Regions from separate parts of the Mus musculus genome. Here region 2 is linked to region 1. The links are chromatin contacts, called in public HiChIP or PLAC-seq maps. All regions are on one chromosome and are shown on one strand. The core of a region is the stretch at or near the end of the contact, and the rest is flanking DNA. Distances in the headings are between cores, read along the strand shown. Region 1 overlaps Gm33474 (a long non-coding RNA gene). Region 2 overlaps Tgfbr3 (transforming growth factor, beta receptor III).

Region 1 (3,006 bases), core at 168-2,667:
GAGCTCACTAGAGAATCCTGGGCCTTACATATTTCAGCACCACTTTGGAGCCACCCCACTTTCTGGGTGATGGATGAGGCATTAAAAGTAAATTACAGCCTCAAGCTTTATACAAACAGAGATTGAGAGCTAAGGCAAGGGGTAGCCTGAGGGACTTAGGGGACACAGCTGGGAGAAGATAGCCCCTAATCAACATCTTAACTGGGAGCCCAGAGACCCCTAAGCTCCACCCACAGAACAAGCCACACCCCTGTCTCTCAGTTTCCCCATCTCTGAATTGAGAATGGCTGCAGCCTGCATCCCTCTTGTGTGAGATACTACAGCTTAACCACATTCACTGGGAAGTTGTCACACACACACTCACCATGTTCCAGCCCTTCCCTCTGACCAACTCCAGCATTGACAAGCATCCTTTCCCAGTGTAGTTATGTTTCAAGAACTTGACTTGATCCATGCAGTAAGCAAACCAACACGAAAGCCCATGTTACATTAAAATTTTGTTAAATTAAACTTTGTATATTGGAGCTTAGTGAGGAGAACTCAAGGTAGGAAAGCAAACAAGGAAGAGAATGTGGAGGAGAGGCCAGAGCTGAGGCACAGAATAACAAAGGCTTACAGACACTCACTTAGGGCACTGCCGAGGAAGAACACACAGTGTGGACAAACATCAGAGGGGGTTTGTTTGTTTGTTTGTTTGTTTTCTTGCTTTAGAAATTGGGCTCTTACCAGGAAAGATTTGTGGTTGCAGATTATTCTTCATTCATTTATTCATTTATTTGCATTTCAATATTCATATCTTACTCTGTTGCTTGAGTACTGACAGAAGCACAGGGCAGAAGTTTCTAAGACTTGGCCTAAAAGATTTTTCCATTAAAAGATAACCTGGCCCAGAGGTGCCAGAAAACCTGGGTACAAGCCTTCCATTTTCCAGCTCTGCAACACTGGACAAGTTATTCAACTTCTCTGGCCTTCATCACCCTTGCTTAGAGAATAGGAACAATGATATCATTCTTTCCTTTATCCTTGATGGGGAATAAATTATTTAAGAAAGTATTTAGAACAGAGCCTGCTACATCGTAATTGCCCCAATAAATGCCAGCCATGATTAAGAAGGGAGTTTCCAAGAAAGACAATGGTCTCATCTTCCAACATTAATGGCTCATGCTCTGCATCATCGTAGTTAACTATTTTGCTTTTTCCTTACATGTGTGATGATCTGTTTGCTTACTTTTAACATTTATCATGTTCAGCTCCCATTTTACAAATCCTTCTCAAATAGGCAAAAAAGGCAACACCCAAAAATCCAACACTTTAGCACCCTCCACCCAAGATCTGAGTTTAATCTGATCAGTGCTGCAAGCTGCACATTCCTGTCATACTTGAAGGTGTGTGGCAGGGTGTGACACTATTGCAGGACTCCAAGCAGGGTCTCAAGTCATTGCCCTGGCTCCCTGGAGCTTTGCAAGTGAGTGGGACCAGTCCCTTAGTTCACCATCGCTGCACAGCCCCGGGTACTCCCTAGCCCACTGCTGTAGACAGAGCCTCTGCAAGCACGGCTGGTCATGTCACAAGACTAAGGACGTGCCTGCAGGGATCTGAAGAGACAAACAGATGGAGTTGGTTTTAGGGTTCCACCCACTCCTTACTGTGTGGGTGTTGGTGACCTCAGAGTAGAGATGACCTAGAGAGCCTTGGATCTCATGAGTTGAAATAGCCCTTGTGAGGCGCACCCCTTTAATCCCAGCACTCGGGAGGCAGAGGCAGATGGATTTCTGAGTTCGAGGCCAGCCTGGTCTACAGAGTGAGTTCTAGGACAGCCAGAGCTACACAGAGAAACCCTGTCTGGGGGGGGGGGGGAAGGAATAGCCTTGTATGGATGGGGATCAGGAAGGACCTGTGACCCAGTGAAACTCTCCTCCCTGGGGTTCCAGGAGGTCAATCTCCACCAAGCAGCTCACCTGTCCTGGATATACATGACCTCTTCAGTCTATTCCCTGTATTCTCAATATAGAAACAGACAGAAGGAACCAGGGAACATGGAAGGTAGCCCTCCCTCAGGAGCCAAGTAATTGTTCCACAGAGTGTGCGGCGAAGGAGCCAGGCCACTGCTGGTGTGGCTCTGACTCCCTGGAGATGGTCAGAAGCATGGAGATGTCTCCGTAGTGGCCCATAGTCAACACAGCACGTTGTGGAGACCTCCAGGCTGACTTCACAGAGGTAACCCTGTCTGGGAATGGGGATGTGGTTGAGTGGTTGACATATGCCTGGCTTTATCTAACCAGGCCCACTTCTGAAGCCCTTCCCCTTTAGACACCTCACAAGTAGGGCTCAACTGTGACACATGACCACATTGGGTGAGTCCCCTTGGAGCTACGTAGCCTAGAGTCTAATTACCAAGACAATCAAATAGAGCTTCTCTTATTTGCTGTGCCCACAAATATTGACATAGCCTCTACTCTCAGTCATGCATTATAATAACTACACGATTACAGCAACACCTAACATGTATCATTTGCTAATATATGACTGGTACGAGAAAGAAGACAGAAGCAAGAGATGATGTCAGGAGAGGGAGAATAATATACTGTTTCACATGCTTTCTCATTGTGTCCTCACCAGAGTTTTGTTTTGGGGGAGGGGTTTGTTTGTTTGTTTTAAGATCTGTGTGTGTGTGTGTGTGTGTGTGTGTGTGTGTGTTTGTGCATGTGAACATATGAGTGTAGGTGCTTACAGAGGCCAGAATAGGGAGGTGTAGAGCCTCTGGAACTGGACTTACAGGTGGTTGGAACCACCTGATGTGGGCAATAGGATCTGAACTCAAGTCTTCAGCAAGCATTCTTAACCCCGAGCCATCCCTCCAGTTCCCTCTAGAATTTTAATTTACTATTTCAAAATTATGACCAATTTCCAAAAGACCTCTTAGAGCTCTGCACGGGGGCCATGTTGTTATGATTCCAATAAGGACTGAATTCTAGTGTGACAAGGAACTTTTCTTTGACAGGAGGT
Region 2 (3,006 bases), core at 272-2,771, 210 kb after region 1:
GAGTTCTGGAATTAAAGGTGTGGCCGTCATCTAGCTGAGATTTGTGACTGATATGTGTATCGGGGGAGGGGAGGTTGTTGCTTTGTTTGAGACAGTTGAAATATATATATGTATGTGTGAGAGAGAGAGACAGAGATGCAGAGGGAGAAAGAGAGACAGAGACAGAGAGAGGCACAGAGAGAGAGAGAGAGAGAGAGCGCGCACCCAGGTTTATAAGGTGCCACACATATAATACGCTATCAATCAAAAAATATCAGCTATTTTGATCACTACCCCATTCTCTTTGAGGTCTTCTTGCTGATAACTGAAAAGATCGGAGTGTGGTCGGTCATTCATGTAATTCTTAGCTCCTGCCCAACAAGTTTTGTGTATTGCCACAGGGAGAAAGAAGTCAAGGTCAAGGGAGAACAAAGTTACCAGCAATGCTGACAAGTTAGAAAACTTATTTGAAAGCCACGAAATTTACTTCAGCTAACCCCTGGAAGCCTCGCCTTTCTCTCACCATCAGATAAATGGAAATGTCTGTTTGCTTAAGAACTCGACAACAACACTGAGAGTTTGTCTCCCGTTTTTCCTCTTCAAAAATTAGATTTCCTAAATGGGTTAATAAGCTGGAGAGTTTGTTTCCAGGTTTTTTTCTTCAAAAATTAGATTTCCTAAACGGGTTAATAAAGAGAAATCTCCCTGAAAGAATATACCATTTCAACGAACACCAACAGAAATCTTACTAAAGCAAAGACCCATAAGGAGCACTGAGAAGATGGTTTACAGGAGGATTTTTATGGAGCAAATAACCACAGGCAGCCCAGGGCGCGCGTCACCTCTGCTCACATCTGTGCAGGGCCTGTGGGGCTGCGCTGCAATAATCCAGGAGCTTACACCAGTCCTGAAGGAACCATGGAAAGAAAGGCAAATGGCCCTATTAAAAATACGGCCTGCAAATTGCTGACAAGAATATTGGGCAATTATATAATTATTATATAATCGAGCCAAGCTAAACAGTTTGATGCCCAAAGGCAACCACAGCAAGTTCACTCCGGATCTCGAGACATCTCCGAGGAAGTGCAGGACAAGTTGAGACTCCACACAGCTGTGGTGAACAAAGAAGGAGCTTCTTTGAGCTGAAGCCCCTCTTTATGAGAACGTGTTCGAAAAGAAAGCAAACTGCGAGGGTTTTTTTTTTTTTTTTTTTGTCTAATCTCCCCAGTGTGCTGACAGAGTTCTAGGGCCTGGGAGGACAGGAAGGGAATCCCAGGGGTCCCACCTGGCTGATGTCCAGCCAAGACTACAGACCAGAGCTGTGGCATGACTCAGGAATCCAGCCCCTCAGCTGAATGCTGGGTGGAGCCAGGCCTCCATAATTGTGTACCTCTGAAATAAAACCAGAAAACACCAACTCCTCTTTCAGGTGAGGTTCTGTCATAGTCACTTAGCTGCTGACCCGCCTTGACATCATGAAATCTCTTTGGGCTCATGAGCTGTGTGAGTGCGTAAGTAGAACCACTGAGACCCTGGAACAATCTGGAGGCGACTGCAGAGTGATCTCTTTGCTCGCCACCCAAAGCTTCACAGCAGTGTGCTCCACTGCTGGGGATGGGAGCCTTTAGCACCACAAATTAGCAGAAGAAAACAGGGGGGGGGGGGCACTCACAGGTTAAAAACAAAGAAGAATGTGCCGCTTGCTAAGTCTGTTGATTTCGGAGCATGCTGTGTTTACTTCTGAGACCATTAATCAGAGCTGGCTGCTGCACATTCCTGAGAACCAGCAAAGCATTTGGGTAAATACAGGGATTAGCTGAGGAAAGCCTGCTCAACCAAATCCTTGACAGCACCACGAATCTAGACCCACGCTCCAAAGGAGCTACTTAGAAAAGCCTAGACTAAGGAAGGAATGTGTGTGTGTGTGCGTGTTTGTGTCTATCTGTGTGTGTTTGTGTGTCCGTCTGTGTGGTGTGTGTCTGTCTCTGTGTATCTGTGTGTGTGTGTGTGTGTATATTTGTGTGTGTGATGTGTGTATGTCCCTCCGTGTGTGTGTGTGTGTGTGTGTGTGTGTGTGTGTGTGTGTGGTATGTCTCTGTCCGTGTGTGGTGTGTGAGCATCTGTCAATTTGTGTGTGTGGTGTGTGTGTGTGTGTGTGTGTATCTGGTATATGTATATGTGTGTGTCTATGTATATTTGTGTGTGTATATTTATCCATCTGTGTGTGTGTGGTGTGTATGTGTTTGTCTGTGTGTATCGTTGTATATGTGTCTCTATATATAATATATTATATATATTTGTGTGTGTACATGTGTGTATGTTCCTCTGTGTGTGTGGTGTGTCTCTGTCTGTGTGTGGTATGTGTGCATCTGTCAATCTGTGTGTGTGGTGTGTGTCTGTATGTGTATCTGTGTATGTATATGTATGTGTCTATGTACATTTGTGTGGGTGTATGGGGGCATGTATGACACCATGTACATGTATGTACATGTGTGTACATGTGCATTGGGCAGCCCATGCAGATGTCAGAAAACAACTTTGTGAAGTCCTTTCTCTTCCAGCTCTGAGTCAGTTTAAGAATCTAACTCAGTCATCAGGTGTAGGCTATGCACAGCAAGCACATTTACTGTTAGACCATCTTGATGGCCCGGAAGATTTTGTTTGTTTGTTTTAATGAAGGGAAAACATTGTTTTTAGAGGGAAATGTGGCAAAATGGATGTCTGGTAGCCAGGAAGAAAAAAATGTGCTAGCTATTCTTAAGATGGCTAAGTACAGGACACCTTTCAAAGTGAGACATAATTCACAATTAACTTGTAACTGTTCAGTTACTCAGTTAAGAAAGGCAGTCTTAAGCCGGGTGTGGTGGCACACGCCTTTAATCCCAGCACTTGGGAGGCAGAGGCAGGCGGATTTCTGAGTTCGAGGCCAGCCTGGTCTACAAAGTGAGTTCCAGGACAGCCAGGGTTACACAGAGAAACCCTGTCTCGAAAAACCAAAAAAAAAGAAAAAAAAGAAAAAAAAGAAAA

What was found. HiChIP or PLAC-seq counts read pairs in DNA pulled down with a chosen protein or histone mark.
Region 2: an H3K27ac HiChIP or PLAC-seq map of extraembryonic endoderm stem cells shows a contact between it and region 1, with 4 times the contacts expected there. The contact joins two enhancer-like sites. A contact is called at or near these places in 4 of 115 datasets of contacts at active chromatin or transcription factors (T-cell acute lymphoblastic leukemia, epiblast stem cells, extraembryonic endoderm stem cells and 1 more) and 1 of 9 other capture datasets (embryonic stem cells).

Annotation. Positions count from the first base shown.
Region 1 is chr5:107,057,379-107,060,384 of GRCm38.p6, forward strand. All of the region lies in intron 3 of Gm33474 (a long non-coding RNA gene), which reads left to right. Among named protein-coding and RNA genes, the nearest start is that of Gm33474, 10 kb to the left of the region's middle. Within about 2 kb of position 1,418, at least 25 of the 459 cell types and tissues checked have an H3K27ac peak or open chromatin away from gene starts, as enhancers often do. A contact at or near this core is called in extraembryonic endoderm stem cells, where this site is marked.
Region 2 is chr5:107,267,345-107,270,350 of GRCm38.p6, forward strand. The region is part of intron 1 of Tgfbr3 (transforming growth factor, beta receptor III); the gene reads right to left. Among named protein-coding and RNA genes, the nearest start is that of Tgfbr3, 21 kb to the right of the region's middle. Within about 2 kb of position 1,522, at least 108 of the 459 cell types and tissues checked have an H3K27ac peak or open chromatin away from gene starts, as enhancers often do. A contact at or near this core is called in extraembryonic endoderm stem cells, where this site is marked.